Linked DNA regions of Mus musculus: regions 1 and 3 are each linked to region 2. The links are chromatin contacts, called in public HiChIP or PLAC-seq maps. All regions are on one chromosome and are shown on one strand. Each heading gives the region's core, a stretch centred on a gene start, on an enhancer-like site or on the middle of the called end of the contact. The rest is flanking DNA. Distances are from core to core; before and after follow the strand shown.

Region 1 (2,877 bases), core at 42-2,541, 570 kb before region 2:
AACCGAACTTGAGCAGCGAGTGCTCTTAACCATGCATCCGTCTCCTCAGACCTCCCGATTTTTTATTTTATTTTATGGGTATTAATGTTTTTTTCCCATGTATGCGCATGTGCATTAGATTCCCCTTGGAGATGGAGTTAGAGGTGGTTGTGAGGTCCAGCTACAGGTCCCATGTGGGTGCTGGGAACCAAGCCCATGTTTTCTGGAAGAGCAGCAAGCCCTCTTAGTGGCTGAACCATCTCTCCAGCTCCACCATCCAGAACATATTTCTGTGGATGATTTTGCACTTGAACCATACATACCTATAGTCAGCATCTAGTACCATAAAGGCAGGCACACCTCCTGAACTCAGGCAGTACCTGAGCCCTCGATTTGTGTGGGTTTAAATGTTTGTAAGTGGTGTCCTGCTGTGTGTACCCTGCCGAATCCTTTTCTGCAGCTCCACGTTCTGTTTGGGGGGACTTCTTTCATGTTGCTGTGTGGACTTTATTCATTTAAACGGCGCTGTGCTCTGACAGCACATGCTTCTCTCAAGCCAATCCTGCCATTCTTTTGACAGCCGCTTGAGTGTTTCGTTTTCTTCAGATAACAGTGTCAGCAAGAGCTTCTTTTACCTCCTTAAGCTCTGGAGCGGGCTTCTGTAGACATCCGAGGTGCCTGGTCACCTCCACGTTGCCAAGTTGTTATCCCTGATGGTCGTGCTCTATCGCACCCCTATCAGAATGTGGGCATTCGCTGGTCACGCCACCTTTTGGTATAGTCAAACCTTTACGGGTAGGTTAATTTTGTTTTGATGTGACATTTAATTGACTTATTCACTTGTGTTTGCGTACCACGCTGTGTGTGTGTGTGTGTGTGTGAGGTTTCCAGAGTTACTTCTCTTTATCCACCACGAGCGTTTGGGGTTTGAACTCAGGTTGGCAGGTTTGTGTGGCGAGAGCACTTTTAGCTACGGAGCCATCTCGAGGTCCTTAATCCTTTGCGTATCTGTGATGGAGCGCGTCAGGTGGCTTGCTTTCAGTACTGGGGCATCTAGCAGAAATTAGCCTGTTTCCTAATTTACCTTATCAAGTGGCTTTGGCTGGTCCCAGACTCTGTTAAGTGAACTTGACAGCTCCAGGTGTGATTTATGTGTGACTCCCCCCACCTCATCTGCTGAAGCTGAGCCTTTTATATGGGTCTGGGTGGCTGCAGAGCTCCCCCCACCCCCACACCCCTATCCCTGTCCCCTCTATGGATCAGCCCATGACAGAGTCGGCTTATCTGTCTCCTAAACGTGACCAGCCCTCGTCAGACAGAACTCAAGCCAACAGCCTCTCTGGCTATCTTCCGTAAAAGGAGAGGGTGGATGTGCCCCGTTGCTTCAGGGAAAACTGCACAGTGAATCTTGAAGCCCAGCCCTTTGCAAACAGTAACTGAGCATGCCCAGTGCGGGCAGAAAAAAAAATATCAGCGCAGGCTCAGTGCAGTCCATGCTGATTCTTGGCTCAAGGATCTAAAACCTGCAGGAAAACTTCCCCTGAGATGGAAGCAGCGGTGGGGTGGGGTGGGGTGTGGCAGAGTCACACTGTGCCTGCTATATGCTGTCTTTTTTTTTTTTAGTTTTTGACGTGTGTGTGTGCACATCTGCATGCATTCGGGTGGATGTGTGTGTGTGTGTGTGTGTGTGTGTGTGTGTGTGTGTATGCGTGAAGACCAGTAGCTGTGTCATCCGTAGCTGCGCTCTCAGTTTTTGAGACGGGGTCTCCCACTGAACCTGGAGCTGATTGGCTGAACTGGCTGGATCCACCTGTCACTGACCATTTCCTGTGCTACCCCAGTGTTGGAGTTACAGGTGTGCTCTGATGTGGGAGTTGGGGCTCCAACTCAGCCCCCCCCCCCCCCCCCCGTGCTTGTTCACTGTGGGAACCATTTCCCAGCCTTTGTTCTTCTATGTAATTCTAGCTAGCCTGGAACTCCTTGTGTAGCTCAGCCTGGCCTCGAACTCATTATCCTCCTGGCTCAACCTCCCACGTGCTGGGCTTACAGGTTTTGGACCACCTCTGCCTTCTTAGCTTCAGAGAAGGCACCGGGTAGCACTTCCTGGCATTTTGATAACACATTGCCCCTGCCGTGTTTGTCTGTCCTTTTGCCAATTGACGGGCATCTGTGATAGATTTCCTTTTGGCTGTCATCTGAACGCAGCAGTGAACATTCGTGCACACGTTTCCTCGTGGACGTTTGCCTCTGTGTGTCTCTTGTCTGTATGCGTGGGAATGGAGAATTTTTTTTTGTTTGTTTTTTTGGTTTTTCGAGACAGGGTTTCTCTGTATAGCCCTGGCTGTCCTGGAACTCACTTTGTAGACCAGGCTGGCCTCGAACTCAGAAATCCGCCTGCCTCTGCCTCCCGAGTGCTGGGATTAAAGGCGTGCACCACCACGCCCGGCTGAATGGAGAATTTTTTTGTGAGTCCCTGGGAGGACACCTCTGTGTAGAAATGAGGAAACTGAGGACCCCTCCCCCCACACCCCCTCAAGTGGTGAAACCCCTTGTTTGAGGGCTTGCGTGTCACCACAGCGGATCCCCTGACTCAGAGTTACACCCATTGCTCTCCTGTGGCAGTTTAGGGAAAAAGATCCAAAGGAAGAAAGGATGGATGGGAGAGGCTTAGGGCCCCCCAGGCTCCCTCCTCCCTCCCCAGTACCAGCTCTTGCTCTACAGCCTGTGCGTGTGGTCTGGTCTCTCTCTGTCTCTTTCTCTCTGTGTCTGTCTCTGTCACAATACACACACACGCACACGCACACGCACACGCACACACACACACACACACACACACAGAGCCAAGGATGCCTTCCATTTGGAAAGTAAACTGATCCAGTAAGTTCATATGCGTTGACG
Region 2 (3,162 bases), core at 406-2,905:
CATTCTATAGACTTTTTCTTTTTTTTTTTTTTGACAATTTCATACTTGTATAGAATTGACTGCAGTCACATTCACCCCAATAGCCTCTCTCACCTTCCCCCATTTCTGCCAACTCCTTCTGATCCCCTGCCAGTGCCCTCCTTCTCACATCTCTGGCGCCACGTGCAGACTTGTTCAGGTAGTGGCAACTACTGTGTGTCCATGATGGCTGTGGTCACCTTTTATGCGCAGGACCAAATTCTGTAGTGTTCTTTCCATCCTCCTACGTGGTGTTCCCTAGGCCCTGCAGCGGGTGCCAGAGGGGCAATAGGGATGTCCTGCTTCAGAATTATGGGAAGGTCCTAGAGAGATGGCTCAGTGGTGAAGAACACTGGCTGCTCCTCCAGAGGACCCAGGATTGTTCAACAGCATCCGTGTGACAGCTCACGGCTGTCTGTAACTGCAGTCACGGGATCCGGCACTCTCGTCTGGTCCCTACCTGCAGCAGGCATGCTTGTGTGTAAGGCTGAACACCCTTACACATAAAATAAATAGCCAAGCAAACAAATCAATAAATTAAGATTCATACACATAAAATAAGAATAAAAAGAAAACAATGGAGAGAGAGAGAGAGAAGGAAGGAAGAAAGGAAAGAAGGAAGGAAGGAAGGAAAGAAGGAAGGAAGGAAGGAAGGAAGGAAGGAAGGAAGGAAGGAAGGAAGGAAGGAAGGAAATGTCTCAGGACTGATTACTCTTAATTCCATAGTTGATGTGTAAAATATCTCAACCCTAACAGACTTTGGGATGCAACAGGAAATTAAACCTACAAGATGGCACAGTGTATAAAGGAAAGTGCTACTAAGCCCGATGACCTGAGTTTAGTTGCACTCTGTGGAGTGCCATTCATGCAAGTTCCCCATCCCCTACACACACACACACACACACACACACACACACACACACATGCATACATACACACGTACATGCATACATACATACACACTCATGAATAGATACACACATGCATACATACACACACATATATGCATATATATATATATACATATATATGTATATATGTATATGTGAGAGAGACATATTGTCTTAGGGCTTCTATTGCTGTGATGAAACATCATGACCAAAAGCAAGTTGGGGAGGAAAGGGTTTATTCATCTTGCACTTCCACATTGTAGTCCATCATTGAAGGAAGCCAGGATTGGCACTCAGGGCAGGATCCTGGAGGCAGGAGCTGATGCAGAGGCCATGGAGAGGCTCCGCCTGTTTTTTAATAGAGCCCAGGACCACCAGCCCAGGGGTGGCCTTACTCATAAGGGATTGGGCCCTCTCCCATCAATCCTGAATTAAGAAAATGCTCTACAGCCTGACCTCACGGAAGTGTTTTCTCAACTGGGGTTCTCAGATGATTCTAGCCCATGACAAGTTGACATAAAACTATCCAGTACATGTACATATACACAGAAACACACATATGTACATATGCACATGCAAAAATAAATAAGAAAATGTCCTGTGCGAGGTTCAGTAACCCTAGCTGTGTATCTCCCAGCAGCTGGGCATCCATTTAGTACTATCTCCCATCATCCTTTGAGCCTTTGGCTTTCTCGTTGTCACGTGGGCTGCGGCTAAGCCGGCCTTGTGGAAATGTGAGCTGCTGCCTCTGTGGGCAGAAGGAATGTCAGTTTATTTTTACTTTCTCCTTTGTATCAACAAGGGAATGCCATCACCCTGGAGCAGAGAGCTTTGACTCATTTCCTAGAAATGCCTCTGGCTTTACTCTGCTCTTGTTTTGTCCTATGTAATTTACTTACTCTGAATTATACCGCTCCATAATTATATATTGTTATACTTTGTTATATATTGTGATCTTTACTATATAAGTTATAAATAGTATATGATATTTTTTTGGTCACAATATTCACTTACCTGACAGCTTGAGACCAACCCAGCCCTTTAACAATTATTTTTAGCCTTAGAAAGACTGTGTCTGAGCAAACCTGACACAGGCTGCCCATGGCTACATAGAAAGATCCTGTTTCAAAATAACAAGAGCAAAAGTGTGTCCAGGATGCCACAGCTGTCTTCACTTAGAAGATGGCTTCATAAGGGACAGTAAGCTAGAGCCTTGTCCCTTGGTGCGTCACACGGAATCCACCTCTCTGTGTGGCTTCAAAAGTATCCCCCAAATCATCCTGGACTCCCCATCCCAAGGAACAAAACTCTGGGTTCTGTTTGCTGTCTAGTTGCTAGGCAACAACATAATTCATCAATACTGCCCTTTGGGGAAGGCTTCTGTTTTAAAGAATGGTATTCTGGGGTTGGAAGTGTAGCCCTGTAGACGGGGTGCTTGCCTAGTGTGCAGGAAGGTCAGTCTGGGTTTGATCCCCAACACCATGTAAACTTGTTATGGTTGTACATGACTTCAATCCCAGTACTCAGGAGATGGAGGCAGGAGAATCACATGTTCAATCAAGGTCATCCTCAACTGCATATTAACTTCCAATACAGTGACAATTTTGGAGTTTTGGGTTCTTTAAAAAAAAACACAGAAATATTTTTAAAATATGTTCTTGTTATAATCCCAGATGTGGGATATGTGGCTACTTTGGACTGACCGCAGCAGCTGACTGTGATTTGTCTTGTGCTCTAGCAGGGGCGTGACTTTGCCAGCTGCAGATAGGTTCTATGAGTGTGTGACATATTAAATTCTGGAACATCTTCAGAGACTATATAAGAGCTAGGGCCCTGAGAAGCAGTGTGGGGAGTGGGGGTCAGGGGGTATTGTTTGGTTGTTGGTTGCTTGCTGTAGGTCACTGTTGATCATGGTTTGTTAAGTGCAGAGAAGAAATTAGGTAGCCTGTCTTTCCCCAAGGAACTTGACACTCAACAGGAAGTAGTCTAACAACAAAAATGTTGCCCCATTTCCCACCCCTAACTTTATGCAGGTATCTCTTTCCCTTTAACCTTTAATCTCTCTTATTTAGTGTTGGGTTGAAAGGGTGATTGAGAAGGGGTGAAGAAGGGTAGAAGAAAAAAACCCACCAAGTAACAAAAGGTGGGTATATTGCAGGCTAGCCTGGGCTACCTGAGACCCTGGCTAAAAGAAAAAAAGACTTCATTACTAGAGACACTGGAACGTGCTTCCTTTTGAGAAACACCACGTAAA
Region 3 (2,947 bases), core at 92-2,591, 550 kb before region 2:
CTGGCAGCCATTTTGCCCAGCCAATTCATAGTTAACTACTAGTTTGCAAAGGTGGATGCTGAAGCCACACCATCACTAGAATGGGGGCTCACCCACCCTATGCCATGAGGGGAGCTACATTCCAGGAAGTCAAGTTTCTTTTTTTGAGTTTACACCTATGGGTGTGGCCTACACACTTCCGAGATTTCTTTCCCCCCACTTTGGAGGCCTGGATTTTCAGTCTTGTCTAGCGGATTTTGAGAAGTAGTTCATGTGCCGATCCCAGCAAAGGGCAAGTGCTGGGCTTGCTGTGTGTGCAATCTGGCTGGAGCCGGAATAGTCCTGGCTATACCTGGCCTTGAGAATGTCCACAATGAGTCTTAGGATCGGTTACCACTTGGTGGCGTTGGGATTCACCGTCTGCACACTGGTGTCTCTGTCTCTGATGATGTCTTTGTTCAAGAATTGAACTGGATCCACTCAGGACCTTTTTGTCTGTTCAGGGGTTGGTTCAGCTTTTGAAGCGGTTCTGGCCGACCGAGTGACCCTGGCTGCTGTTTCCTGAGTGTGTTCCGGTGCCTGTGGCTGGGGATGGGAGCCCCTTGTGTTCACTCTCAGTTTTTCTCAGCCCTGGATTGACCCACAAGCAGGCAAAGAATCTGTCCCGTGTCTGAGCTGAGGTCAGCCGGTGACTTTGGCCCGCTGAGTCGGGAGGGAGTTGGGAGTGGCGAGTGAGCTGGGCTTGGGAACTTGGAAGGTGACCCGTGAGCCTGTGTAACCAGGAAGGAGGAGCTGGGAGTGAGAGGAAGAAGTTCTTTCTGAACTGTGTCTCCCACCAGTGCCCTCCTAGTACCCTTAGTACCCCTCCCCCGCTGTGGCCCCTCCCCCGCCTTTCCCACCATCCATTTCCAGGGTTTAGGGTCTCAGAGTGGGACAGTAGTAACCTGGACACTTTTTTCCCCCAGTTAAGCTTCCAGACCAGGCCCACACATTCAGGGAATACCCTGTTCTCTAGTTCCCTCTTGGAGACAGCTCCTCACTCCCCCCCTGCCCCCCCCCCCAGTACCAAAGCTCCTGGGCAGTTGAGCACAGAGGGACCTGTTTACTTCAGCACAGCCGCTTCCCCAGAATGCTTCCACATCTCATTTATCTGGAATCTCTTATTCTTAAAAAGCCCCTGAAACCTGGATTGTTTTGTGTAGCATGCCCGTCGCCCCTCCCCCCCCCCCCCCCGCTTCCTTTCAGTTATTCATAATCGGCCCTGCGGCATTTTTTTCTTCATTAATGTTTCATCAGATAATGGTGTGCCTCACAAGCAGTGGTATCTTAACCGTGATGAGTCACGGAGCTATGCACAGAGCTATGTACCCCGTATCGGGGTACAGTTGGGACACAGTCACAGGGTTTGAGGAATCCGAGGCAGCAGTCTGGGCCTTCAACCTCCTTCCCCCCAACCCCCTTCCTCTGGTGCTGATAGGATCAATACAGATCAGTATTAATAAGAAGAGTGAGGAAAGGAGAAGGTGAATCCATCCATCCATCCATCCATCCATCCATCCATCCATCCATCCATCTATCTATCTATCTATCTATCTATCTATCTATCTATCTGGAACTCACCTTCCTCTGCGCCCCCCCCCCCAAGTGCTGGGATTAAAGGTATGAAGTTTGTTTGTTTGTTTCCCGTATGTATGAATGTTTTGCCTGCATGTAATGTGTGTATGTGCTCCACGTACTTGGGTCCTGTGAAGTCAGAAGAGGGCATCAGATGCCCTGCAACTGGAGTTGTGGAGGGTTACGAATCTTCAGGTGGGTGCTGGAGACAGAACCTGGGTCCTCCACAAGAGCAGCCCCTGCCCTTGACCCCCGAGCCATCTCTCCGCCCCCCTTGGATGTTTTTAATGGAAAGTATTCCCCATGCAGTTTCTCTCCGCTGACTCTCATTCCTGAGGGGTCCCCCTGCCCCATTTAGTGCAAAAGGTATTGTAGGTCTTGGTTAGCCTGGGAGCTATGGGATGCTATACATTCTTGGATGTTTGTTTCCCTGTCATGGGTCACAGCAAGTTCTTTACAAAGGAGAAGCCACAGACAGTTTTCTGAAAACATACGGGCATACCATTATCTTTTTCCATTCGAAGCAGAAAGATTTATTTGAGTATATTCTTCCTTTCCTTTCCTTTCCTTTCCTTTCCTTTCCTTTCCTTTCCTTTCCTTTCCTTTCCTTTCCTTTCCTTTCCTCTCCTCTCCTCTCCTCTCCTCTCCTCTCCTCTCCTCTCCTCTCCTCTCCTCTCCTCTCCTCTCCTCTCCTCTCCTCTTCTTCTTCCTTCCTTCCTTCCTTCCTTCCTTCCTTCCTTCCTTCCTTCCTTCCTTCCTTCCTTCCTTTCTTTCTTTCTTTCTTTCTTTCTTTCTTTCTTTCTTTCTTTCTTTCTTTCTTTCATTTTTCCTTTTCTTTCCTTTTCTTTTCTTTCTTTCTTTCTTTCTTTATTTTTTTTTTTTTTTTTGAGACCTGTAGGCCTAGGAACTCCTATAAATCAGGGCTGGCCTTGAACTCACAGAGATCCACCCACCCTGCCTCGAGTGCTGGGGTTGAAGGTGAGGGCCGCCACATGCTATTTCCCTTCGGTTTGAGATGGGGTCTGCTATAGCACTGGCCACCTTGGAAGCTGCTGTGCACCTGAGGGCGACTTGAAGTTCGGGTGACACCCAGCTTTCATGGCTGCTTCAGGTGGAGTTGAGGATAAGGACTGTCATCGGAGCTGGCTTGCAAGCAGCTCACTCCCAGAGCCAGGCACTCCCAGGAGGCAGCAGTTTCTGTTTGTCGTGTATTCCAGCACAGGCTGGGGCTCGGAGGCACCTGCATCTGTGTTTGCTTTCCATTATTTTCTGCTAATAATGGCCATCATTAGAAGGGCAGAGAGGTGCAAGACCCTTCAAAGCGCTGCTTAATGAGCCTCCTCTTGAAGAGTGG

The links. HiChIP or PLAC-seq counts read pairs in DNA pulled down with a chosen protein or histone mark.
Region 1: an HNF4G HiChIP or PLAC-seq map of pancreatic cancer cells shows a contact between it and region 2. The contact joins two enhancer-like sites. A contact is called at or near these places in 1 of 39 promoter capture datasets (liver), 1 of 484 Hi-C or Micro-C datasets (cardiomyocytes) and 3 of 115 datasets of contacts at active chromatin or transcription factors (cardiomyocytes, embryonic stem cells and pancreatic cancer cells).
Region 3: a contact with region 2 is called in an HNF4G HiChIP or PLAC-seq map of pancreatic cancer cells. The contact joins two enhancer-like sites. A contact is called at or near these places in 2 of 115 datasets of contacts at active chromatin or transcription factors (large pre-B cells and pancreatic cancer cells).

The regions. Positions count from the first base shown.
Region 1 is chr10:62,331,170-62,334,046 of GRCm38.p6, reverse strand. The region is part of intron 1 of Hk1 (hexokinase 1); the gene reads left to right. Among named protein-coding and RNA genes, the nearest start is that of Hk1os, 7.6 kb to the left of the region's middle. Within about 2 kb of position 1,291, at least 109 of the 459 cell types and tissues checked have an H3K27ac peak or open chromatin away from gene starts, as enhancers often do. A contact at or near this core is called in pancreatic cancer cells, where this site is marked.
Region 2 is chr10:61,758,559-61,761,720 of GRCm38.p6, reverse strand. All of the region lies in intron 1 of Macroh2a2 (macroH2A.2 histone), which reads left to right. Among named protein-coding and RNA genes, the nearest start is that of Mir5108, 15 kb to the left of the region's middle. Within about 2 kb of position 1,655, at least 105 of the 459 cell types and tissues checked have an H3K27ac peak or open chromatin away from gene starts, as enhancers often do. A contact at or near this core is called in pancreatic cancer cells, where this site is marked.
Region 3 is chr10:62,311,720-62,314,666 of GRCm38.p6, reverse strand. The region is part of intron 2 of Hk1 (hexokinase 1); the gene reads left to right. Among named protein-coding and RNA genes, the nearest start is that of Hk1os, 27 kb to the left of the region's middle. Within about 2 kb of position 1,341, at least 59 of the 459 cell types and tissues checked have an H3K27ac peak or open chromatin away from gene starts, as enhancers often do. A contact at or near this core is called in pancreatic cancer cells, where this site is marked.